Regions from separate parts of the Mus musculus genome. Here all the other regions are linked to region 3. The links are chromatin contacts, called in public promoter capture Hi-C maps. All regions are on one chromosome and are shown on one strand. The core of a region is the stretch at or near the end of the contact, and the rest is flanking DNA. Distances in the headings are between cores, read along the strand shown.

Region 1 (6,390 bases), core at 1,876-4,375, 2.2 Mb before region 3:
TGGAAACCCCAGTGGGGCGCTCCAGGACAGCTGTGAGCAAAGCCCCTCTCCATCCTGTCCTCACTGAGGTCCCGTTTCCCAGACACTGAGACCCCAAACCTGCCAAACCCACATCCCCCTCCGAGGACACTCAGTCATCATGGACTACAAAAGATCCAAACTACTGGTGGTGTGACTTAAGCTTGTGTTAACATGAGGTCATCTATGAAACACCTTTATGAACTGACTCAACCAGCTACATGGTCTCTCTCTCTCTCTCTCTCTCTTTCTTGAACTGGAGAGGAGAGTTCCCACTTTCTGAGGAAACCCAATGCTCCGAGTCACACCCCCAGCCCCCCAGAAACCTCTGTTTTAATGCCAGTGTTGCCACTTTATGGACAGATCACCCCAGTCCATCTCTGGGCCTGTTTCCTCACCAGTTCTGTCTGATGTAAAGGTCAGCTACAGTCCTGCCTGCGAAGGGCTCAGGACTATAGCTGACATACAGCATGCTAAAAGTGAACTGTGAGTGCACACGCGTGCGCACACAGACACACACAAGTACGCACAGGCCGGGCCAGTGAGATGGCTCAGTGGGTAAAGGCACTTGTCACCAAAGCTGGTGACCTGAGTCTGACAAGGTGGGAGACCTCCACCTAATAATATTCTTTCCTTTTCTTGCCTCTGCAAATGCCTTTCAAACTATAGCTGTGTCTGGCCCCTTTAGAGTCCTGTGACATGTCCTCTCCTTTCCCCCAGCCCCACTTCAGGGCTCTGCCCATACCAGTACTTCTTGGCATAGCTCCTTGGGATCTGAAGAGGGCTCAAAACAAACAAACAAACAAACACACACACACACACAAACAAACAAACCGACATATGGTCTTTGGCATGCTCAATTCTTTTAAAAGGACCTGGGAAGGCCTCCAAACAAGCCCCCACTCACTTCTCCCTGTTCCTTGACCTCTTGTTCCCTTCCATAGAAAGCCGTGCAAACAATGCAAGTTTCTGAACTACCCCCAACCTGCTTGTTAGCTCCGTTATCGGTCAATCCTCTCTGCTTTATTAGCAGCACAAATTATCAGGACATCCCACTTTTCAAAAGGCAAAAGAAATGGCTTTCTCTATGCTCACTATTAATATGACACAGGGCCCAGCAATGAGTTCCCACATACACAGGGCCTCAACTAATCCTTATGAGGCAATGCAGCCTCATAAAGCAGTCCATAGCTAAGGGAAGAAGTTCAAGATAAAAAAAAAAAAGAAAGAAAGAAAGAAAGAAAAAGAAGAAGTAGAAGAAAGAAAAAAGGATGGTAACAAGACCAGGCTGTGTCTGGCTTTCTCTTTCCTTTCCATTCTGTTCTAAGCTGAAATGACAGCAACAGATGGCCCAGTGGAACCTAAGAAGGTTTTTGGCATCAGGGAACCAAAAAACATGTAGAGAGAGGAGGGAGGAGACGGATATGGGGGGGGGGGCATCAGGATGTAAATTATTGTGGATACCCCCAAATCTCTTTTTGGATGGCACTGCCCCAAACCAAACCTCCCGGGGGCCCCTCCTGCGAACACAGAGCACAGCTGCGGGAGGAATGTCCTTCCTCGGTTTTCAGCGGTGAAGCTAAGTAGAGGCTGGCAAGTCACCTTACCTGAAAGCATTATTATTTTTTTTTCCTTTCATGCTTCTCTACTAAAAAGAAAGGGATTCCCCAGTAGACGAGATTTGCTCAAGCTGTTTCTGGAAACAGCTATCAAAGCACAGGCAACAGTTCAACTATGCAAGCCTCCAACCCATTAGGATCTCACACATGTGGAAATGATAAATGGGAGACTGCTGTGTGTCATCTGAGCCACCGGTGGCCATCAAAACCACAGCAAAGGTCGGAGCGCATACAGGGAAAAGCCATAAACTGTCTCAGGCCAACGATTCTTTTCCAGAAGATGAAATTACTATTCTTTTTTTCCCATCACATGGGCCTGGGAGGGGAAGCTCTCTGAAGCAAAGATGGGGAAGGACCTGCTCACTCTAGGGGAGGGGAAAGAGACCCACTAGTAGAGATGGGAGTGTAATGAGAGACTGCTGTGCTTAATAAACCCTAGGGGGCTTCTCCTGTTTTGTAGATGAGGAAGATCAAAAAAGCAAGACTTTTATTCCAGTCTTCCAGCGTGTAAACTGGAAACAGCACTCTTAACTTTCTAGAAAAAAAAAAAAGTGCACAAGACTAAAACAAAAGAGAAATAGCTCCCTTTCCAAAATTAAAGACGAGCCTTTTCTTAATCTCTAGATCAACTAAATCCTTACTAATCCATATAATTAGCTAGTGGCTACAATCTCTCCTTATCTCACGCACCTGAAAACAGGAGAAAAACAACTCAATTGCAACGTTTAAAGTAGGTCATAAGAGCGAGTGGCTACCTGCCAGCCTCAAATGCGCCCCTGCCATGATTGACTTTACTGTAGGTGGGCTGTGTGCAGTGTGACTATCCGTGCGACACAGCCAGCCACCTGTGACCAGGATGTCTAGCCAAAGGCCTGAAATGGCATCCCCTAAGACCTCAGAGGTGGCCGGCTCAAGAAAGTATCTTCAAATCCTGAAACTGGGCGGGAAGAGGCATGTGAGTTGTGTCCCTGGAGCCAGCAAAGAGGCTGGCCCAGAGCGTGGATTCCCGGGACACTTCTCTCGGTCCAGGCGCTTCCTGGGTCCTCCTTGCTGGAAAGTAGGAATGGGTTGCTGTTCGGACTTCTCTCTCACCTCGGAGCTCATTCCCCAGCCTGGCCAGCAAGCCCAGGTCCAAGGTCCCCAAGGCCGGTGTTGAGGGTTGTGGGGGAGGGGTGAGAAACAGAACCGGAGACCCGGGTGAGGACCCAGCCCAGAGCCATCTAAGACTATCAACTCTGGAGGTTCCTCCTCCAGCTCCCGCTAGCCTGGGACTTATATGAATCCGAGGAAGAGAGAGAGAAAGAGAGGAGAGGCCCTTAGCCTCGCACTGCACCCCAAGCTGTTGTGGCGACGGGTGTGCGGCACTCTGCCCGCTACCATTCGCGTCCTTCGCCCTCGATTGGCTACGTGGGGACCGCAGCACCCCTTACCTGTGACTCCGCGGACTGCCTCAGCCTCCATGCTCCGGTACGGAGTTTGCCACCTAGTAAGCCTCTACCTCCCCACCCCCTCCCCCCACCAGAGCCACCAACCTTTCTACCAAGAGTTCCCCAGGGGCTGCCCCGCCCTGCCACCTCCCCGGAGGCTTTCTCTTTCTCACTCCTTTGCCTCCTGCTGCGGGCGTTTATCTCTGCCCCCACTCCCCCAACACACACTACTGGACCACCTTTTGTTTTGTTTTGTTTTTTTTTTTTTAACCAAACCTTGACTCCGCAAAGTCTAATCTACAAAAAGAATGACTTTTGAGCCAATAGTGAGTTTGTTGCTGTTCTTGAACTACCATAAACACAGGCAAGCAGCCTCCTCCCCCGTGCCCCAAGCTTGTACTGACAGATTTTTCCACCACGCTCCCTTCTATGTGCAAAAACCATTTGCATTAACCCTTTTCAAAAACTTGGCTTGAGCCGGGCGTGGTGGCGCACGCCTTTAATCCCAGCACTTGGGAGGCAGAGGCAGGCGGATTTCTGAGTTCGAGGCCAGCCTGGTCTACAAAGTGAGTTCCAGGACAGCCAGGGCTACACAGAGAGACCCTGTCTCGAAAAAAAACCAAAAAAAAAAAAAAAAAAAAAAAAAGAACAAAAACTTGGCTTGGCTGAAAAATAGCAAATATGTAATAAACGCACATCTAACACAGGGCATCCAGGAATCTTTTCTGCCGGTTTCAGAGTCCCAACAGTCTCCTGGAAACTGTAATGTGCCTACGATTTACTAAAAAGCCAAGCAGGAGCTCATTTGACAAAGCAATATTCAAGGTCGACAATTCTTCTCCAGTATACACAGCTGTTTCAAAACGTTGCTTTGGGAGGATGCAGCGGTGAGTGATTTCAAATTTCACCTTTCACCCGACTCTGATGGAAACACACCGGATGTCCCAACTACTGGGGAGACCGAGGGAGGAAGAAGGCTTGAGCCCATTAGCTGGAGAACAATCTGGGATCCTGACAACTGGCCTTGGGGCAATGGTAACTGGGGACACAACACAATTCTGCGCTGTGTGTAGCAGGGAATTCTTTTCCACTCTGGTGAAGCCAGAATTTTTGACTTCAGTGCCAAAAAGAATGTCAGAGTAAGTCGTTGTGTCGAAGAGTCACAGTTTATTAGATTTTAAACATAGATTTAAGGTTAGTGGTAGAAAGATAGGTGTTAGGGGAAGGGGTGGAAATGAGACACATCCAGGTGTGCGTGGTCTTCTCAAGACAGCTTCCTAAAGTGTCTTTACAATATAGCCGTATTTGTAAGTGTCTTTCAGTAACTGATAGGTTATTTCTATCAATTAGTTAAATGAGCCAATTTAAACTGGATTAGGTTATGTTAAAGGCAGGTTTATTTGGAAGCTGCTGTATGAAGGGCAAGTTCACTGGCCCAAGGATCAAGGCCAGGAAAGTCGTCATTGGAAAAGGAGAGGGGGAGAGAAAGAGAGAAAGAGACTTGCACAGAGAGACGAAAGAAGGGATTTGAGAGACCAAAATGTCTGGATTATATAGGGAAGATCCTCTGGGGGGAGGGCAGCCCAGACCCTGGAGGTTGGGGGCAGGGTATACCAGGTAGGGAGTGAGGGATGCTGGGAGAACCTGGGGATGAGGTTGCTTTGATATGTAAAATATGTACCTCAATCCTTTGTCCCAGGTCTGAAACCAAACAGTAGCCACAAGTATCTTTACAATGTAGCCATCATATATATTTGTCTATGTATGTGTCTCTGATAATAATGTGTTTTACTCAAACTATTAGCATGTAGGTCAAAAGTTTATTAATCAATTCTAACCTTGCTTCTGATGTTTTTGATATTGCTCTGTTTTACATATGAACAAACAAACAAATGATGGAGAGGCTCTGGCCAGCCTCGGGAAGGCAAGCAGAGCTCTGGCAGGCCTTGACCTCCACCCCATTCCCTCTGCCTTGCTAAAAACCATTAGACTACATTTTAAAGCTAGCCACCAAGGTCCATACCCTAATTTAGCCACTTCCTCCTCTTGAAGCTGACTACCAAGGTCCAGCTATCAAAGTATTAAAATCCAGCAATCTAAAGCCCCCTTTGGCTCACCTAATTAACATGCACAACACAGGGGTCCCCTTTTACCTTTATAAACTGCCATGAGCTATCTGTCTCCTCTCTCTCAGGAGACAGTCCAGTGTCCCTCCAGGACAAATGTCCCTTCCCCTTCTCCCTCATCCTCTATCTCCTGTCTTTATCTCTTATTCCCTGCCCTTTGTCCCCTGAGGCAAATAAATCTCTTTGTGCTAAGAACTTGGTCTTGGACCTTCAGATAGTGTTTTACTGTTACAGCTCAGGCTGACTTTAAAAATCTCCATTCTCCTGCCCTCAGCCTCCCATGTACAGGGACCACAGCCATACACAATCTGCCAGACTAGACTGCTTAATACAACCAGCATTTACTCAAACATCAGTGCCCATTTCTTTGCATCATTAAATGGCCATAGTCTCCCCTTCCACTGTGTAGCAGTTTCCTCTCAAATTAAAACCTTCCATTTTTGAGAGAAACTTTTTGTTTTGTTTTGTTTGCCTTTTTGAGACATTTTCTCTGTGTAGCCCTAGCTAACCTGGAACTCACTCTGTAGACCAGCCTGGCCTCAAACTCAGAAATCCTCCTGCCTCTGCCTCCCAAGTGCTGGGTTTAAAGGCTTGTGCCACCACTGCTGGGCTGGAAACGTCTTAAAATCAAATGTTTACAGGGAAGGGAAACCAAATGAAAACAGATAAAATACTTCAGGGAAGATAGGAAGTAAACAACAAAGAATAGCTCCAGGAAATCCCAGAAATGGACAAGATTCACTAGCCCCCTCCCTCCGAAGAGAATATAAATAGTAAAGCCTGCTGGGGGTTAGCTTCAGATTGCCTGGAAAGAGTAGAGAACAGCTAAGTTGCCTGTAAAAAGGCTCAAACAATGGAGCCCCGCAGAAAGGCCACTCTTCAACCTGTCAGCTGCCTGCAGGCTGTACAGTGGGCTCCCAGTTTCCAGTTTTTGTGAGCTGTCACCGATGTTGGGGTGGGCTTTGGTGATGCAGCTGTCTTTATTTCTGCTCCTGTCAGGAATTCCTCACCCATAGTCCTCTAAGCAACCCCAATGAACTCATTGATTCCAAGTTGGCGTTTGCTAAGGGCTGTACTTTGTCTTTGTCCTTTGGTCTGTTGTCAGTTCCCAGTTCGGGGTGAGTAGAAGGTTGCTTATGTAACAGTCCTGAGAGAGATGGGTCCATGGGTAAAGGTGCTTCTAGCGAATCCTGGTGAATT
Region 2 (6,334 bases), core at 76-2,575, 2.1 Mb before region 3:
CTCCCATGTGGGGGTTACAATTCCTACAACCTTAAATCCTGTAAAGCGTGCCCACAAGGTCCTTCAGCTTCTCGCCAGAACTTCCAAACCTTGCCTTTACACTTAACAAAGCTTCCTACTAAATATCTACACCAAATTTCCGTACATTAGTTTTTCTTTCTGCTTGTGAAAGGGGTGGTGGTGGTGGTGAAACTAGTCAAGATCGGATATCCTCTGCAATACCAGCTTCTAGAAAAGAGCGTTTTTGAATGGGATGCCACGTGCTGTGTTTTGCCATATTGCCTGCGCTTCCTGCTTGGAGCCAGAGTAACAGAAACCTTGGGCACTGGGAACTGTTCCGTGCCACGCAAATTCCACTCCGTATCTTCCAGGCAACCCTGTCGCAAATAATTCATGTCCACTACGCCCCTACCACACAGAATACAACTACATTGTGCTGCTAGAAATGGGAAACCTGATTCAGATCAGAGAAGGTAGAAAAACATTTAGTTCAACACAATACTGCCTTTATGAAAAGGGGCGTGCGCCGGGTGGTGGTGTAAATCCCAAACCTGTAAGTGGGGATAGATTTCAAGACGAATTTTGGAAGAAAATGCAGAATCAAAATAGCATCCAGCTTGACTCAGACCAGTAATAATAATAACAACAACAAAAACCCAGCCAGTCCTTCTAGAGCTACGCCTGTTTAGGCTGCGCGGTGCTCTTAATGGCCAGCCAGCCTGTTCTCCTGGGAAATGGTGCTGCTGCTACAGCGTGACTTGCTTTGCGTGCTGCAATAAAAGGAAAACAAGCTTGCACGACCCAATAGCTTCCTTCAGTTTGTGCCTAGCAGCGGGGAGAAAATTAAAAAAAAAAAAAAAAAAAGCCTGAAAAGGGGTCCTGAGGCAAGGTGAATGGAGGACAGGATCCTAGAGAACAGCACTGCCCTGCAGGATTTTTGTAAACAGCAGCCTGTAATGGCCACGGTTAGAGAAAGAAAAACAGACATGGAGGGAAGCGTGTTTACAACTGCAGCAAGGGCGGGAGGCGGAGGGAGGGATTCCCCGGCTCTGCGCTCGGCCCTCTTCACTCCGGTGGGGCCCCGGGGTTGGGCTGAGCTTCAGCTCCCCACCCCAATCCGTGCTTTCTTGGGGGGCCCCCCATCTTGTTTATGGGAAGGTTACTCCTCCTCGGCTCTGGTGATCGCGTCCCTAATACTCCAGCTGCATCCTTGCGGGATGCCAGCTTGACTGACAAGTCCTGCAGCCAATCGCTGGTTGGGCCCTTAGGAAAGGTGGAATTTCCCAACAAACTGATTGGCTGAGAGAGAGGGCGGGCCCTGGTGATTGGCGTGTTATTCCGAGTAGAAAGTAGTAAACAACCTTGGTCCAGGGGCGGTGGGGAGGGCGCCCGGTGCCAGCTCCCTCTGGCTGGCAGGGCGGGGTGGGGAAGCACCCGAGACAAAAGGAATCCTGGCTGCCACAGCGGGGAGGGCAGGAAGGGGGTGGCCCCAAAAGTCAGCACCTGGAGGCGTCGTTTGGAGCCCCCCCCCCCCCCCCCCCGAGCCAGAACTGCTGACTTTAAGCCACACATCGTTTTTTTGTTTTGTGCAGAACCTCAAAGGTTTTGTTTCCATCATTTTCACTTCTTGTATGGCTGACGAAGTCTCCAATGGAATGATAACCGATTTAGTCGCTTTTGTCCAGAAGCCCCTTCCTCACCGTCGAATAAAAATTTAAAATTGTCTTTTACGAAAGTTGCTTTAAATCACACACTAAAATTGTTGCACTATACAATACGCCATTAATGGCATGCTGGTGCACCAGACACACAGCTACATCTTTTGATAGCAAGTTTTAGGAGCTCTGAGCCTATTGGGAGCAGCTGGGATGGAGAACATACACAAAAAGAAACAACACATGACGGCGTTGGGACCACTTGATAAGAAATAAGCGGTTAACTTGCCTTGCCCATAGTATTTCTGGCAGTCTCACTTGAATCTCCCATTCCCTCACTCCAGCTTCACCATCCTTACAGGACCCCAGGCGGAGGAAACCATCTGCTCTTAGGATGGGGGGCTCTGCTCACCCCGCACATAAACATGCTCACAAGTCGCTATCCTGAGCAAGCCTCCTCAATGTAAAAGGGGACCAGGAGGCCAGCCAAGCCGGCTCTCTCCACTTCAATGCTTGTTGAATATACAGAGACCACGTTGTCACTTTTCACAATCAAGATATATCGGTATCACGATATATCGATAACGGGTACTTTATAGGAGATAACAGTGCAAACTGGCCACCTGGCATTCTCCTTTGCCATTCTAGTCCCTCACCTCTGCTATCTCCTATGGAGCCTGCCACAAGCAACCCCAGTAAATGTTCACCCCAAGTCACCTTTGCTGTATAAAACATGGATTTAGGCTTTCCTTGGTCCTTGCAGCCTGGCATCAGACCCCAAACCAGTAGCTACTTTCATTGTAGGCACCCTCCCTCTGGACACTTTGTTCTGTTCCCAGGTCCCTGCCCAGACCACACACATCATTTTACTCAACGTTGGTTTTTATGCTTTCTAGACTTTACCTCTGCCTGCCCAGGAGAGGCCACTGTTCTCCACCGTTCTCCCTGGCCCAGCTACCCCACTTCTTGCAGAAGACTGAAATTTGTTTTCTTAGCACTAAGTCTCTGATAGGGCTTTAATGCTGTATTTAGACTCCACTCCTACGTTAAGACCCTGAACTTCCTGAGGCCTGGAATGGTATTATCTTCAGATTTGGGTCTTCAGTGGAGATGGGCTTCTACTAAAGTGCCCGCTGCAAACTTGCCAAATATTTCTAGGATTCTTCCCTAGCATCCTGAGTATGCCTACCCCTGAAAATCTTTCCTTACACACGTGCAATTAATGTGTTTTCTCTGCTGGGTCAACAACTCTGTTTTCTCTACTTGGCAAATTTCCACTCTGCCTAAAATCACTTCCTCTCTTGGCATACCTTTCACAACCTCCCACCAACTACACTGTGTACCAAGAGCAGAGAGGTCTCTTTCCGTTCTTACTTCTCTGGCCAGAATTAGCTACAAAACTAGAACTAGCATGGTTTGTTGGTAAAGGAAGAGCGGAGAGGCAAAATTTCAGAAGTGGTATCACCTGTACATCTGCATAACCAACCCATTGCCATCTGTAGGGGTGAAGCAGCGCCATGCTCCGTTTGTGGCTGTGATGGTCTCCCCCTGCTTTCTGTCTGAAGGCCTCTGTCTCTGAGGTGGATTCTTACTCCCCCCTCCATCTCAATCAGAGATCTCCTCCTGGCTCTTATGCTATCAACTCTGCACATCCCCGATTCCTTTCCACCATGACACTGAACTGTCATCTCCTTTTCTATCTGACCAGTCACTGACTTGCTCACAGTTTAGTCTGTCCGCCATACAGCCATATCCAGTGTTCTAAGAATTGTGGGGTTCCACAGCTGGGGCTCAGTCTCTGCTTACGCCCTCATGTGACATCTGTCATCAACCCTCCATCTTTCTAAGCCTTTAATGGTGGAAAAGAGTAAACCTGTAGATAAAGAGTGGTACCAGATTTCACCTTAAGATTACAGATACTTGTTTGTGAATAGAATTTGTTCTGGTACAGGCAAATGCACGGTTTAAAATCAAAACTAACAAAATATACAGTATATTAGCTGGGAACAAATAGCCAACTAAAGCAATGTAAAGCTGGGAGTCTGTATTCTGGCTCAAAGCCCATCACGGTGAGGCAAACATGATGGCCTGAGCTTCAGGATGCTCATTACCACACTGCATCCTCAGTCAAGAAGCAGAGAGAACTGGTTCCCAGGACAGGGGCTGGTGCTGCCTAAGTCTTGGTCTTCCCGTCTTTAAGTTAACACGGCCCTTGGCAGGCATGCCTGAAGCTTGACTTTTCGGTGATTACAGACCCTATCAAACACCATAAATAATAACACCACACATATATTACATATATAAAAACTATAACACAGAACACTCAATTGGCTTTCAGTAAGTGGGCTATTTTTTTTTCTTTGTTGCTTAATGTATTCTAGATCTGTCTATGTTTACAAACGGTATGTCTTCTCTACTAACAAATAGGATTTCAAATTAAAAAGCTGAACAGCAAAGGAGACAGTGAAGAGACAATCTGTTAGCTTTTCATCTGACAAGGGATTAATATACTGAATATATAAAGAACAAAATTTAAATGTCAAAAGAACAAATAATCAAACCAATAAATGGGCAAATTAATCAAATGGGCAGTTTTCAAAAGAAGCACAAAAGACCAATACATACATGAGAAATGCTCAACACCCTTAGCCACCAGGGAAATGCAAATGTAAACCACACCGAGATTCAAATCTCACCCCATTCACAATGGAGCACATTAAGACAACCATCAACAAACACTGGCAAGGATGCAGGGGGAAATGTGCCTGTACACATTGTTGGTGGAAATAAAAATGAAGTAGTTTAGATACTATGGAAGCCTATATGGCCAAAAATGTGCTACTACCTCACTTCGGGATGTACAGATGTGATGCTAAGTCAGCACACGACACATCCACGTTACTATCCACATCAGCCAAGCAATGGGACCAGGAAAAGATGAAGGAAATGTGATGCACACGCACAGCTGTGTCAGATGTCAAGGATAAAACCAAACTATCGGCGGGAAGTTAAGGAGTGGACAATCATCTGAAGTGACGCTGGCCAGACCAAAGCCTATCTCATCTGTGTATTTTTTTTTTTTAATGAAAATAAAAGGGAGGCTTTGTACAGAGGGAGGAAATGATACAGAAGGGAAAGAAGGGACAAACAGAAGATAATGGGTGGTAATCAAAGCACATTTTGTATATGGATGAAAGTATTAAAACAAGAAAACAGCCATCTTATCTTCACAGACAGCATTCTGCTCTATAGATAACCCTGAGTGGTCCCCAACCTTGCCTGTGTGTTTAAATCACTGTTACTTCCCCAGAAGCGGATTTAGTTGGTTTAGAGGCTATCACGTGAGCCTTGAAATGAAACAGTAGAAACAAAGTCCCAGATGATTCTAATGAGGAGGCAGGTTTGAGAGATAACAGTAAACCTATTTATTATCCCTCTACTGATAGAACTTGTCATTTCAGACAACACCATGTAAAGTGGCCTAATACACCTGTCAGTTCACCGGTGTGCTGGTGTGTCTGTGGGTGATCATCCTGGGAGAATTACCATGTCAAAGGGCACAGGCACTGGTACATCAGAAATGCTGGCAAATTACATTCCATTACACACACACACACACACACACACACACACACACACACACACACACACACACACACACCATCTTCCAGCCCCCTCTGCCAAGTGGGGCTGTTTTCCTATAGATCTGTCATCAGAATCTGTGACTGAACATTTTAGATTTTCAAGCATGGGGGGCTGGGAGGAGCTCTGAATACTCATAAAAAGGACTTTCTGATGTGTTCTACTACAACATTTCTGGTTCTTTTGTTTGTTTGTTGTTGTTTACACCTTTATTATGAATTCACTTAGAGTCTAACAAGGATGGACCCATGATCCAACATCAGTTAAGTAAAGAGCGTATTTGCTCCAATGATATAAAACGTCATCTTATTAAACAACGAACGGCCACATGTTCTCACATCTACGGCTGGATATCATATTCTGTCCCTTCACATACTGGCACCTTGCTAGCTATTTAATCATTAATTACTTAGGCACCATGGGATGCTTTAATTATCTGGTAATTTCGTTGGGCTTGTTTAGCACTATTACTATTATCACCATTATTATTGTTGCTATTATTGACGACTGTAGAGTCAGTTTGTATAATTAAAAGAAACCACATAGTATTTGAAGTATATTAACTTTATAAACACAGGAAGAACTGACATCTTGCTAACATTGGTTAGACTCGCATTAAAGGTATGGTTCTATCATTTATTTGAATTTATATTTGGCAGCATTTTGTTCAGTACTATTTTTCTTATTAATTTTTAAGCATTTTTCTCTGGGAAAAACTTTTCTTCTATGATGTTGTATAGCAAATTATTTGCACACTGTAGCGTTATCACATGACTAAGTCTGGCTTATGTTATTTCCAGAAGATGCTTAATTCCATGCCCTTAGAATCTGAGCATGTATGCACATGTGTGAACCCACAGGGCAACTCTGGGTGCTGTTCCTCCCTCCACCCTATTTCAGACAGGTTCTCTTGCTGGGCTGTAGCACACCAATGAAGCAAACAAGTGGCTGGCCACAAGCCCCAGGGGTCTGTCTACCTCTGTTTCTACATAACGGAGATTTCAAGCTTGTGCCACTGTGCCCGTGATTTTTAAGAT
Region 3 (6,446 bases), core at 2,156-4,655:
GTGAAAACAAAAGTTAAATAAGCTAATATTTCTCCATCTTTTCGAGTATTAACGCTTCAGTGATAGAATACCCATCTCCCACATTCCATCTCAGGGAAAGTACCCAAGAGGGAGTCTTGTCTGAGGCACAGGGTCAGTGACAGGGATGGGATGACCTCAGAAACCCATGCCTTCTGAGCTTTTCACTGCCGAGTAGTCTAGTGCAACCCAAGGGAAGGTGAGACTCCGGGGTAGGAAAAAACTACTTAGCCAATTTACAATTTCTTGTTCAGAAAACTCAAAACCCAATAATTTTGGATTTAGAGAACTGGGGTAAGACATTCATCAGAGAAAATGTTTAATCATGAAAGTGGCTTCTCCCTAAAAACACTACTCAGTGCTTTTATGTGTATGGGTGTATGCACTTATGCCGCATAGCAACTACGTGCTTGGCTCCTGTGGAAGTCAGAAAAGGGCCTTGAATTCCCTGGAACTAGAGTTTCAAGCTGCCACGCTGGTCTTGGAAAAGCAGCAGCCAGTGCTGTTAACTAGAGTCCTATCTCCAGCCAATGGTCCTTTTCTTAATGAAAGCTTTGCCATCAGGGTGGTGGTAGTGCACGCCTTTGATCCTAGCACTCAGAAGGCAAAGGGAGGCAGATCTCTGAGTTTGAGGCCAGCCTGGTCTACAGAGTGAGTTCCAGGACAGCCAGGGCTCACAGAGAAACCCCACTCATACAAACAAATATGATCTTAATTTCACAGAATTATATTGTAGAAACCAACTACAAAAACCAAAACCAGCATAGTGGATGAGGTATAGGTACTCAGTGAAAAGTAACTTTATTTCATAAAAAGATTTTTACTGTGACAGGGTCTCACTATGTAGCCCTGGCTGGAATTTGCTGTCAACAAGGCTGTCCTTGAACTCAGAGATCAGCCTGCCTCAGACTCCAGAGTGTTAGGATTAAAGGCAGATACCACTACACATGGCCTTTATAAATCTTTTTAATTATGATGCTATTGATGACTACTCTAAAATCTGATTTGTTGACATAGCACAATGCTTCAAATTCAAAGTTTAATGTCAGTTACGAATATTAAAGATTTCTGAAGAGTAGCAAGTAAGGTCAGGCCAATGCCCAAGTTAATCTCCAACCTCTTAGGAAAAGGGCTCTATTCATTTCTCCCTTTAAGACACATGGGCAGGCTGGAGTGGTGGCTCAGCAACTTAGAGCCCTGGCTGATCTTCCAGAGGACCCAGATTCTATTCCTACAGCTGGAGCAGCTCAGGACTATCTGTAAACCTAGCTCCAGAGAAGCCAAGGCCCTCCTCTGGCCTCCAGAGGCACTAGGAGGGTGTGTGGTACCTGCAAGCAAAAAACTAATATACATTAAAACAAAACAAAACAACAACCAAAACCCCATTATCTTCAGGGTACATTAGAACACTTACTTAAGGGAAGAAAGTATTCTCACTAGCAGTCACTCACCAAATTCTGTTGTTGTTCACTAATAATGTTTTCAGTCTTCTCAACAAAGGGAAACCGTCCAGTTTCCGGATCTCATTGTCAGAAAAATCAATAGCATCAAACTGGTCTAAGGTGGCACCCAGATTCTCAATAACCGGAATTTTATATCCTGTAGAGGGAAAACATACATACAACAAATATTAATATAAATGAAAAGTCCTGAAAATCGCAGGAGTATGTGATGGAATTTGACTCAGCGCTCCCATTCGGGAAGTATTAACCAGGCACTAGCACCATGCCGTGCACTGAACAAAAATAAGGTAAATGACGAAAGGGTTAAGTGGAGGCCTTAGTGCTACAAAGCTTGAAGTAAAACTGAAGAGGCTGAAGGCAAGAGGAAGAACAGATGGGCATATTTACTAGTATTGGTGCCCATGGTTTATTAAGAACGTCTATGAGGTATTCACATTCGTCACTGAGCTAGGTACTATAAGGAAGGACACAACCCAGCTGTGAAGGAGTGCAATAAAAGATATGGTAGCAGAATAAGCATTCTCCAGACTGCACGGTTTTCAGAGAGACAGCAGACATCAAAACTGTGCCAAGACAGTGAAAGGACCCAGATGCTCCTGAACCGGACTTTTCTCCAAGAAAGTTAATTTCATTCAACAAACACAAAGAACACTAGGATTTCCCATAGGCAGGAAGAAACTTTCAAAAATGGCAGTGCACAGCGCCCCCGAGACTTTGATTGCCTCTGGTCACAGTCTTATAATCTTAACCCCTTCCAAAGCCATCTCCTGAATAGTTAACGATTACCTCTCAGTTCTATGTTTTAAAAATCAAGTGCTACTTCTGTCAGAACTGAACAGGTGAGTTCCGCCACCCCACACACAGAAGTGACCATTATGCCACGGTCAAACAGCTCAATCTTGAAAACACCAAATTATCCGGGGCTGCGGGTCTGGCTCAGTAGCGCGAGTGCTTTCCTGACAGACATGAAACCCTGGGCTCATCCAAAGCACCATATAAACGTGGTGCAGGCATTTAAACCCAGCTCCCAGGAAGTGGAGGCAAGAGGGTCCGAAGTTCGAGATAAACCTTAACTATATAACGGTTTGAAGTCAGCTCGGAATACACGAGACGTTGTCTCAAAAACAAATGAACAAAACCAAACCGGAATTATTGGGGCAATTAAGGTAACTCTGGTACATATCCACCCTACCCTCAGGTGCCACATTAACGCTTTTGCTAAAAAACAAACAAACAAACAAACAAACAAACAAACAAAAAACACCAGCCAGCAGCCGGCCTGTCCGTAGCGTTTTCTATTTTCCTAGTCCTCCAACAGTTAAAGCTGCTCGATGAGCGGGGCAATGCCTAGTGAGTACGGTCCGGGGAAGGAATCGAGGCGCCGTGTTTGCTAGCCGGAACGCCGGTAACAAACAGCCCCAAAGGGCCCTGCGGGACGGTGGATCGGAGGCGCCCAGCCCGGGTGGAGGCCCACGGGCCAGGCTCCAGCCTCTGCGCACGCGGCGGGGCTGGTTTCCCGCAGCCACGCGCCGGGGCCGGAACACAGCCCGCGCTCCGTCTAACTCACCCCGGAGGTCCAGTTCACGGTCCCGTACGGCATTTGTGTACTGCGCCGCCTGCTCGATCAGCTCCGCCGTCAGCTTCACCATCCTGTCGCAGCCCGCGGACCCTCACCTCCGACACCAGCCTGCGCCTCCCGCCAGTGCCGTGTCCCACAGTGCACCGCGCCTCGCCGCCAGACAGCACCAATCGTATCCCCGCGCAGCTCGACCGCCAGGCTAAAGCAATCGAAGACGTAGCCCCCGTGTCTTTGCTTCTGGGTTCTGGGCTTGAGCGTGCCTGGGAGTGTGGGGAGCCCAGATTCCAGTTTTTTTAATCCAAAAGATAAGAACACGCGAGGGATGCTCTGTCTCACGTCAGTGAACCTCAAGGGAGGGGTAGTTGGGACTACTCTCCCTTCTCCACCCAACAAGGGGCGGAGACTGTGAAGTCTCCTGAAAGTCAAGTTCCTAAATGTCTAACTTGGGCTTCCGCAGGTAAGGGGCAGGACCCGTAGGCTGGATTGCCTTAAAACAGAACCCTTCTGACCTGGTACAGTCACCTTAAAGCTTGAGGGTGAACTTGTAGCCTGTAGACATTTAGGTGTTCATACCAAAGCGCTGGTCAGGTGGCTTAGAGGTTAAGAGCACTTGCAACTTTTGTAACGGACTTGAGTTGGCATTCCAATATCCGTCTGGACACCTGACAACTGCTTGTAACTTCAGCCTCAGGGGATTTGCCGTCCATTTCTAGCCTCCTCAGACACCGGCAACCGCAAACACACACACACACACACAAATAAAATAAACCATAAGTGATATTCATATTGACTAGCTGTGATGGAGAATGCCTTTAATCCTAGCAGTTTGGAGACAGAAGGAGGTGGATCTCGGAGATAGAGGCCATCCTCGCCTACAGAGCCAGTTCCAGAACAACCAGGGATACACAGAGAAACTCTATCTCAAGCAAACAAACAACACCAAAAAAATTCATACGAAGTGCAGGGGAATACACATATCAGAAATTGCCATGTGATGAGTGCCCCACAGTGAATACAATATACCTGCAGAGCCTTGGCCTCTGTCTCCAAAGGCTTAAATGCACAAAATCATGTGCATATTTTTTTAAATCATAGCTTACTAATTAATGTACATGCCCACCTGTGTATACGTGATGACCCCTTCAGCCCTAGGCCATCAACTCCAACTGAGGCTGCACCTTCACTAGTGACCATCCCTGGCCTCTCACAGTGCCAAGCCTTAAATGCACGAAATCATATGCGTATTTTTTTTAAATCATAGCTTACTAATTAATGTACATGCCCACCTGTGTATAGGTGCAGGGGAGGCTTCAGCCTAAAATTCCCTGGAGCTGGCCGTTGTGATCCTTTGGACATGTGTGCTAGAAGTCAACCCCTGGTCCTCAGCATGAGCAGAAAACACTCTTAAAAATACTTTTAGAAATTATTTGTTATATCTCTGTGGTTTTGGGCACATGAGTGCAGATACCCACAAAGGCCAGAGGTGCCAGATACTCTGAAGTCGGGGTTACACGTGGTTGCTGGGATCTGAACTCTGGTCCTCTGAAAGAGCTGTACACACTCTCTTACCTGCTGAGTCATGGAATGACTGACCTGAGAAGGAACTTGAACAGCTCACTCTCCTGCCTCCATCTTCATGTGCTAGGATTATTGGAGTGAGTTTATGTAGTGGTGACCCCTTCAGCCCTGGGCCATCAACTCCAACTGAGGCTACACCTTCACCAGTGACCATCCCTGGCCTCTCACAGTGCCAAGCCTCAGCTGCTGTTCGTAATCCCTTTGTGCCTTCAAAACTAGCATCACCTGGGTGATTCTTATACATTACCAAGTCCAGCTGCAGCATGAGGTACAACCTTGACTATCTCTGGAACACATTTTCTTTGGGCTCTCAGAACACACTTCCCAGAAGATTTCACTCCAGTAATGCTGGTCTCTTCTTAGTCACTGCTAATTTCTTTGCTCCAGCTAATCAGTATCATGGGCCAACCAGAAGTCCCTTCTATTCTGGACTCTAAAGGCAGAGCCACATGGGTAAAGCTGCGGAGTTCTGCTGGGGCAGGAGCACGGCCCCCTTCCTCTATTACATCATCACCAACTTTCTGTTTTCAACTCCACTGCCTAATACTTGGCTGTCCTGAAACTTGCTCTGTAGACTGACCTTGAACTCTGAGATCTGCATGGCTCTGTCTCCTGAATGCCAGGATTAAAGGTGTGCACCACCATGCCTGGACCTAAGCTCTTCATGGTGACTATGTCTCAAGATCCAGACCAAAAGCTTGTGTCACCCCATGCCAATTTGACACACAGTCACATCTCCTTATATCCAAATGAAAGCAATAACCTGGTCATAATAGCATAACTATCTGTTGTTCAACTGCAAACACATAAACAATAAATTTAGCTGGGATGGGATCTTGCCCTGAAATTACTACTCCCTTAAACTGTTGATCTTGAGCACAGGATTTAGCTCCATTGCCCTACATGGTGCCAGTTTTCAATATACTTGAACCATATATTTTGTATTTTTCCTTTCTAAGCTTGCTACACATGATCAAAACTCTCTTTGTGAGAGTAAACCAGAGGACAAAGTCTATGCTGGGCTTTTCTGAGACTTCCTTTACCTTACTTAGCCTCTTTACTCTTTCCCCTGGCCTCAGGTAGACTCTTCAGACAAGGGCAAAAAGCAGCAACATTCTTCACCAAAACAGCATAAGAACAATCTCCACAGTTGAAAACACCCTCAGTATCAGTGTCTTCCATATTCCTCCTGGAATGGCTCACTGAGCACTTAATGCAACTCACTGCTTCCAAAGTCCCCAAATCCACATTCCTCCAAACAAAAATGTGTCAGGCCTATCACAGCAATTCCCAAGTCCCTGATATCAGCTTCTGACTTAGTTATGGTTTCCATTGGTATGAAGAGATGATGCCATGAGCATGGTGACTTACAAAGAACAGCCTTTAATTGGGGTTGGTTTACAGGTTCAGGAGTTCAGTCCATTATCATCAGGGCAGGGAAGCACAGCAGCATCCAGGCAGACGCGGGGCTGGAGGAACTGAGAGTTCTACATCTTGTTCCAAAGGCAAAAAGGAGATGACTGTCTTCAGGCAGCTAGAAAGAGGGTCTCAAAACCCACCCTCACAGTGACACACTTCCTCCAATAAGGCTGCACCTCCTAATAGTGCCATTCCCTGGGCCAAGCATCTTCAAACCACCACACCACTCACCCAACACTGATATCGAGAGACCAGATCCTGGGTTTAGACTCCATCTTAGAGAGCCTGACCTAAGGTTGAACTCGAGTTAACTAACAAGTCAGCATCTAGCATTACTCCTAGGTTACTCCCAAACAAGACCAGTTTCCAGGTTATTCTCTCTAACAAGC
Region 4 (6,562 bases), core at 3,931-6,430, 2.7 Mb before region 3:
AATAGATAGGATGGAAGCCAATCAAGGAGGTGAAAGACTGATATAAAGTACTAAAACACGGAGGAACAATTTTGAACAAAACACTATCCTAGAAGAGGAAGAGACATTTAACACAAAACAGATCAAAGATTTCAATACAAACCTGAAACTTTGATGCTACTAGAAGAAAACATGCATGAATCAGAAACACTTCAAGATACAGAGCTGAGCAACACCTTTCTAAAAAGAATTCTGACCACTCAAAAAAAAATGATTAGCATGGGCATTGCATGCTAATAAAAACCTTCTACACAGCGGTCTTTGTGAGCTAGGCTGCATTAAATCCAAATCACTCTGAGATTCTATCTTACTACAGTCAGAATAGCTAAGATCAAAAACTCGAGTGACAGCACATGCTGGCAAGGATGAGAAACAACGGGAACACTCTTCCATTGCTGGAGGGAGTACAAACAAGTTCAACCACTCTGGAAATCAATCTGGCGGTTTCTCAGAAAATTGGGAATACACACACACAAGATTCAGCTATATGTTCCTGAGCATATACCCAAAGGATGTCCCACTATACCACACGGACATTTGCTTGACTCCATTCATAGAAGCTTTATTCATAACCAGAAACTGGAAACAACATAGACACCCTTCAACTGAAGAATGGATATAGAAAATGTGGTACACCTACACAATGGAATACTACTCAGCTATGAAAAACAAAGGCATCATGAAATTTGTAGGCAAATGGATGGAATGTCATCCTGTGTGAGTGTAGTGGCTATTCCTGGTTGTCAACTTGACAATATTTGGAATGAACTACAATCCGGAATTGGAAGGCTCACCAGTGACCCTTATCTGGAGGCTTGGAGATCCTTATCTGGATCTTGGTTTGAAGATCTTGAGCCATAGTGGCTATGGATTCCAGAAGATTGAATCTCCGAGTTAAGGAACACACCTTTAATCTGGGCTATGCCTTTCATCTGGGATTAAAGGTGTGGTGGAACACACCTTTAATCTGGGCTACACCTTTTGCTGGAGACAATATAAGGACATTGGAAGAAGGGAGTCTAGCTCGAGCTCTTGCTCCTTCGCCTGCTTGCTGCGTGAGACTGAGTAACTGCTAGATCCTTGGACTTCCATTCACAGCTGCGACTGAACAATTGTTGGGAATTGGGCTGCCGACTGTAAGTCATCAATAAATTCCTTTATTATCTAGAGACTATCCATAAGTTCTGTGACTCTAGAGAACCCTGACTAATACAGTGAGGTAACACAAACTCATAAAGACATACACGGCAGGTACTAACTTATAAGTTGGCATTAGCCATCAAGTACAAAATAACCATGCTGCAATCCAAGACCCAAAGAAACTAAGAAATAAGGAGGGCCTAAGGAAAGGAATGATGTGCGACTCTTACTCAAAGGTGGGCATAAAATAGACATCAGAGATGGACAGAGGAAAGGAACTGAGTGGGAGAGGGGGTAAGGAGGGAACAGGGTTGGGGATCAGGTGTGGGCAGAGGTGATGACTGGAGAGGACTGGGGGTGTGAATGGAAATCAGTGGGGGCATCTTTCAAAGTAGCTGGAGACATGGGATGAGGAGGACCACCAGGAATCAATGGTGGTGATCATAACTGAGATTCCTACCAGCAGAGGATATGAAGACTGAAGTGTCCACCTCCTGTGGCCAGGCAGGACTTCCAGTGAAAGGAGAAGGGCATCAAAGCACCCACAAAACCTTCTAACTAAAATTTGTCCTGATTACAAGATATGCAAGGATAAAGATGGAGCACAGATTGAGGGAACAGCCAGCCAATACCTGACCCAACTTGAGACCATCCCATGTGAGAAAGCCAGCCCCTGACACCATTAATGTTACTCTGCTATGCTTTCAGACAGGTGCCTTGTATAACTGTCTCCTGAGAGGCTTCATCCAGCAGCTTATGGAAACAGATGCAGAGACCTACAACCAAATATCAGGCAGAGCTAGGGGAGTCTTGTGGAAGAGTGGAAGATAGAAGTGACAAGCAAGAAGGATTAAGAACACCACAAGAAGACCTACAGAATCAACTAACCCAGGGCCATGGGGATTCACAGAGACTGAGCCACCAACCAAAGAGCATGCAGGGACTGGATTTAGACTCCCTATACATTGATGTAGATGTGCAGCTTGGTCTTCATGTGGGTCCTCTAACTATTGGAGCAGGGGTCTCTGACCCTGTTGCCTGATATTTGATCCCTGTCCCCTAGCCAGATTGACCAGTTGGGCCTTAGTGGGAGAGGAGGGTCCTGCTGTAACTTGATGTCCCAATGTAGGGTGGGCCCAAAGAGGAGAAGGGGAGGGGGTAATAGTGGAAAGAATTTGTAAGAGTAGGGCATGGAGGAGAGGATGGAGTGGTCCTATGATCAGGATGGAAAGTGAATTAATTAATGAAAAAATAATTCAAACAGCAGAACACCAAAACAATATAATCTTATCAATAAAAGAGCAAATGATTAGTCCTGACACTTCTAAACAGAAATATAAGTGACATACACACATAAGCACATACACATGCAAACACACATCATAAAGTTTTATGTGTGTATTTCTGTGTTATGTGTGTGTGTATACATTACACTAAACTTGACATAACGTTTTATATGTGTGTATACATATGCATGTGTGTGAGAGAGAGAGAGAGCAAGAGTGTGTGTCTATGTATGAACATGTTCATGCCATGCTATGCATGTGGAGGACAGAGGACAGCTCGCAGGAGTAGTTCTTTCCCTCTCACCTGTAGGTCCTGGGCCTCAAAGTCCAGATGGTCCAGCTTTATGGCAAGTGCCTTTACCTGCTGAGTCATCTCACCAGCCCCAAGAACTACATTTGCTAAACTGCTCTTGCTCACACATCCAGGTGCCTATAGTCTAAAATCATTACTGGCACAATCATTGCTGGCACAATGACTCGTGCTTATAAATGCTAGCACTTAGGAGAGAGAGGGGGTCTGGACACCTGAACTACCCATATTTACTTAGTGTAAACCCTGTCTCTAAAACCTAAAGGTTGGAGATGTGGCTTAGTGAGAGAGAGAGCTTGCCTGCTTTGCAAAAAATCTTAGGTTGGATCTCCAAACCTAGTAAAACAAACAAGCAAAAAACAAACAAGCAAAAAACCAAAATCTTGGTCTCTGGTAGCATGGGATGCCATGTCTACAGTTCTGTCCTGGTGCCAGTCTGTGCATGTCAGTGAACTTTCACCTCTTTCCTAGACACTTAATTTTGAGGAGAACATCTCTCCCTGGAGCCAGTGGAAGATCAGTAAGAGGTCCAGCACTATTCATCTGTCTCAAAACCGGTGGTTGTGATCCATCATTCAGTGTTTGTTAACACACATTGATTGAGTATTGCTTGCTTCTGTGTTAGATACAAAAGGTTAAAAAACAATGCATGAGAGCAAAGTCTTTGTCCTCAGTGGGGGCAATAAACACCGTGCAAGTACATGTTTAAGATCAAGCTGTGCTGTGAAGGAAAGGAAGCAGGGACCATTATAGACACTGTGATCAGGAACCCAAGGGTAGTATTTCGGGACCCCCAGGGCTGGATTTATGGCTCTTTTTACTTTCTTTGAGAAGTGTTAAAGAATCTTTGGACACCCTAAAGCCTTACTAAAGTTACAGTGTTCTTTGAGGGTGTGACTCCTGGCAGGTCAACCATGCTGCAGTGGATGGCCTCTGCTCAAATGTATGAGCAGCACAGATAGAGCACCAGTGAGCTCTATGACAGCAAACCACACTTTAAATTAAATCAACAATTTTGAAAAGAGGACGTGAAGTTAGAATATGGAGGTAAGTATGCGTTTGGAAGGAGTTAGGGGAGGAATGGGGGTAGAATATGAGCAAATATACTGCATGCATGCATGGACTTCTTCAAGAATAGAAATATTATACAAATGAATAAATAGATAGATAACAATAAAAATGCCCGTGTTGATCATCTAAACTCAAAAGAGTGCAGTAAAACAACCTATACTTTCAGAGCCTTGGAAAGAAAATATCCTTCAGTTTCAATTTTCAATTATCAAACCTTGATAACAGCTTACGCACTTAGAATTTTAACGAGGGGAAATAAAGGATTACAAATTGATAGACAAATAATTACACATATTTAAATATTCTAGATACCAAAAGGCTATCTAGAACGGTGTGAATTAAAAAGAAACCAGCAAGAAGAGCTGTGGGTTTGGGGAACAAGTCACGGAGACAGCTGGGCATGTTCTAGGACTATGATCCCGGGGTTACGAAATCCTTTTGGGTGGGGCACTTGTGTGTCAAGTATCGATCTTTTTTTCCAGACATAATATTTGCACACTTTACAACTTATGCATGTATATAACGACCAAATAGAGTATTATTCAGTCAATAATGGAGTCCTTCTGTTTGCATCAGCACCAATAAGTGGCAGGTGCTGTTTTAAAACCACGACCTTATTTAGAGGCAGAAGAACCAGAGACGGAGTCTGGCTGGACTTCAGCAACCAGGAACAGAACTTCTCAGGACAAAAGCACTAAGAATCACAGCATTCTTCCAAGACATTGGCTCTCAGCTAGTACAGGAATTCTGTCTGAGACCCAAAGAGGTGTGGCTCAGAATCATGAAAGTTAGCAGATTCTGATATCTGCTTTAAAGTTCCAAGGCAGCCAGCATAAAGCGAGACTCCTGAGTTCCATTTTCCAAGAAACCTTTTGCTGGGCACTCTGCAGAAGTAATCTTAAACTGGGCCTGCTGCAGCCACAAGTTCATGTTCTAGTACAAACTACTCTAGCCTCTCTGAGCTGGAAAGCCCGCCCCCACTATAACCATAGCAACGCTGACACCAATGCGCCGGTGAGCCGGGAACCGCCCCCTCCCTAACAGATATTGTTTCCCATCCTCTGTCCACATGGGCGCACTGCCTCACTATTGGTCTGTGGCCCAGGACTGTGCCTTGCTCCCACCAATAAAGGTCCTGTGCACGTGCACTATGGTGTCTCCCGATTGGTGAAGCCCTCCTGATCACGCACCACCGTCCTGCTCAGCCTGGTGTGGGGGCGCCAATGAAATGACTAAGTGGCCATGTACAGCCAATGGGAAAGAAGCAGGTTTCGCGACTGGCCAATGGCAGTGCTCTGTAGGCGGGCCGTGTCAGCCCCTTTCCAGTCCCAGTGGGGTGTGTTAAAGAGACAGGGCCCCAGTGCGGGTGTTTCACCCGGCTGGGCGCTGTGGCCGTAGTGGCCCTGGGTGTGCGGCCGGCGCCCGTGACAGCAGCGTCGCGGAGCCGGCTACCCCGACCTGGGGCCACTGCGGATCTTGGTGGCAGAGCCGCATCGCCTGGCGGAATGGGAGGCGAGGCGGGAGCCGATGGTCCTCGGGGCCGTGTCAAGAGCTTGGGGCTAGTGTTCGAAGATGAGAGCAAGGGCTGCTACTCAAGCGGCGAGACAGTGGCCGGGCACGTGCTGCTGGAGGCGGCAGAGCCGGTGGCCCTGCGCGGACTGCGCCTGGAGGCCCAGGGCCGTGCCACCTCTGCCTGGGGCCCGAGCGCTGGGGCCAGGGTCTGCATCGGTGGGGGCTCTCCCGCAGCCTCCTCAGAAGTGGAATACTTGAACCTGCGGTTGAGTCTGCTGGAGGCCCCAGCTGGTGAGCTTGGAGATCCCCAGGGAGGGGGGCGGGAAGGGGCGCGTCCCTGGGTGCTGGGTGGCACTGAGGGAAGCTTCTGGAAGGGGAGTCATCTGCTGTCACGGGGGAAGGGCAGGAGGCCAAGCCTGTGCCCCTACCTGGCTTCTAGGAGGAGGCCAGACCCTTTTGTGTTGGTGTGTACCTTTGAACTTAGCTTCCTGCGATCTTCTAGTAACCTATTACAGAATCGTTGCCATGGAAACCCGCCATCTGACTGTCTGGGTTCTAGGTCCTTCCTCACCTGGAGGCATGGAAGGTGGAATTGGTGACATTCTGTTATGTGGTGCCCAGAGTTTGATGGCCTGCTGCTCCTGCCTGTCCTGGCCCTAGACACTCCCGGGTTCATGATGATTTACAGAAAACTAAATCTTGGGAAAAGGGAAGTGGTACTTGGGTAGTTCGAGAGAAGTGTCTCCTCACTGGGGAACATGAATCTCACTAAGAGCCATCCATTGCTGTAGCTCCCCTTCCTCTTACCTCTCCCCATTCAGAAAGGCCTTTGCAGACAATGCCTGCCATCTGGGCCATTTCTGACTTTTCCAGAAGTGCCCATGCATATGTATGTTGGGTTCATGTGATTGCATTTCATCATGAAAATGCTAGTAACCGTGAGTCAGTCTTCTCTCAGTGGAAACTATTGTAAACTTCTATCTGTCTGCCTCATCATCTTGGACCTATCAAATGCCTTAAGCTTACTACCTAGTGCATCGTATCCTCCTGTGGAGAAGTACAATGGTGTCCAGATAAATCCTCAAATATGTGCCTAACGAGAGCTGTATTTTGGATAATGGGGTGTGGCAGGTGAGAGCTCTACCTGCTTTAATGTCCTTTCCTCACTGTGGATTCCAGGAGTCTTTTCTCCCAGTGATTAATA

What was found. Promoter capture Hi-C pulls out the DNA fragments that hold promoters and counts their contacts.
Region 1: a promoter capture Hi-C map of pre-B cells shows a contact between it and region 3, with 5 times the contacts expected there. The contact joins the promoter of Fam169b here to the promoter of Snrpa1 in region 3. A contact is called at or near these places in 2 of 39 promoter capture datasets (liver and pre-B cells), 1 of 484 Hi-C or Micro-C datasets (B cells) and 1 of 9 other capture datasets (adipose tissue).
Region 2: a contact with region 3 is called in a promoter capture Hi-C map of neutrophils, with 4 times the contacts expected there. The contact joins the enhancer-like site here to the promoter of Snrpa1 in region 3. A contact is called at or near these places in 4 of 39 promoter capture datasets (liver, neutrophils and pre-B cells) and 1 of 9 other capture datasets (liver).
Region 4: a promoter capture Hi-C map of liver shows a contact between it and region 3, with 2.9 times the contacts expected there. The contact joins the promoter of Arrdc4 here to the promoter of Snrpa1 in region 3. A contact is called at or near these places in 2 of 39 promoter capture datasets (both in liver) and 2 of 9 other capture datasets (adipose tissue and liver).

What each region holds. Positions count from the first base shown.
Region 1 is chr7:68,272,719-68,279,108 of GRCm38.p6, reverse strand. Fam169b (family with sequence similarity 169, member B) reads right to left here and starts at 3,125. Exons shown (of 9, transcript NM_001374636.1): 1 at 3,068-3,125. The coding sequence starts at 3,098. Gm16157 (predicted gene 16157) reads left to right here and starts at 2,515. Exons shown (of 4, transcript NR_040340.1): 1 at 2,515-2,592; 2 at 3,772-3,951.
Region 2 is chr7:68,124,127-68,130,460 of GRCm38.p6, reverse strand. The region is part of intron 2 of Igf1r (insulin-like growth factor I receptor); the gene reads right to left. Among named protein-coding and RNA genes, the nearest start is that of Gm51488, 9.9 kb to the left of the region's middle. Within about 2 kb of position 1,325, at least 378 of the 459 cell types and tissues checked have an H3K27ac peak or open chromatin away from gene starts, as enhancers often do. A contact at or near this core is called in neutrophils, where this site is marked.
Region 3 is chr7:66,057,295-66,063,740 of GRCm38.p6, reverse strand. Snrpa1 (small nuclear ribonucleoprotein polypeptide A') reads right to left here and starts at 3,405. Exons shown (of 9, transcript NM_021336.4): 1 at 3,049-3,405; 2 at 1,470-1,617. The coding sequence starts at 3,130.
Region 4 is chr7:68,747,856-68,754,417 of GRCm38.p6, reverse strand. It overlaps Arrdc4 (arrestin domain containing 4), which reads left to right and starts at 5,180. Exons shown (of 8, transcript NM_001042592.2): 1 at 5,180-5,649. The coding sequence starts at 5,352.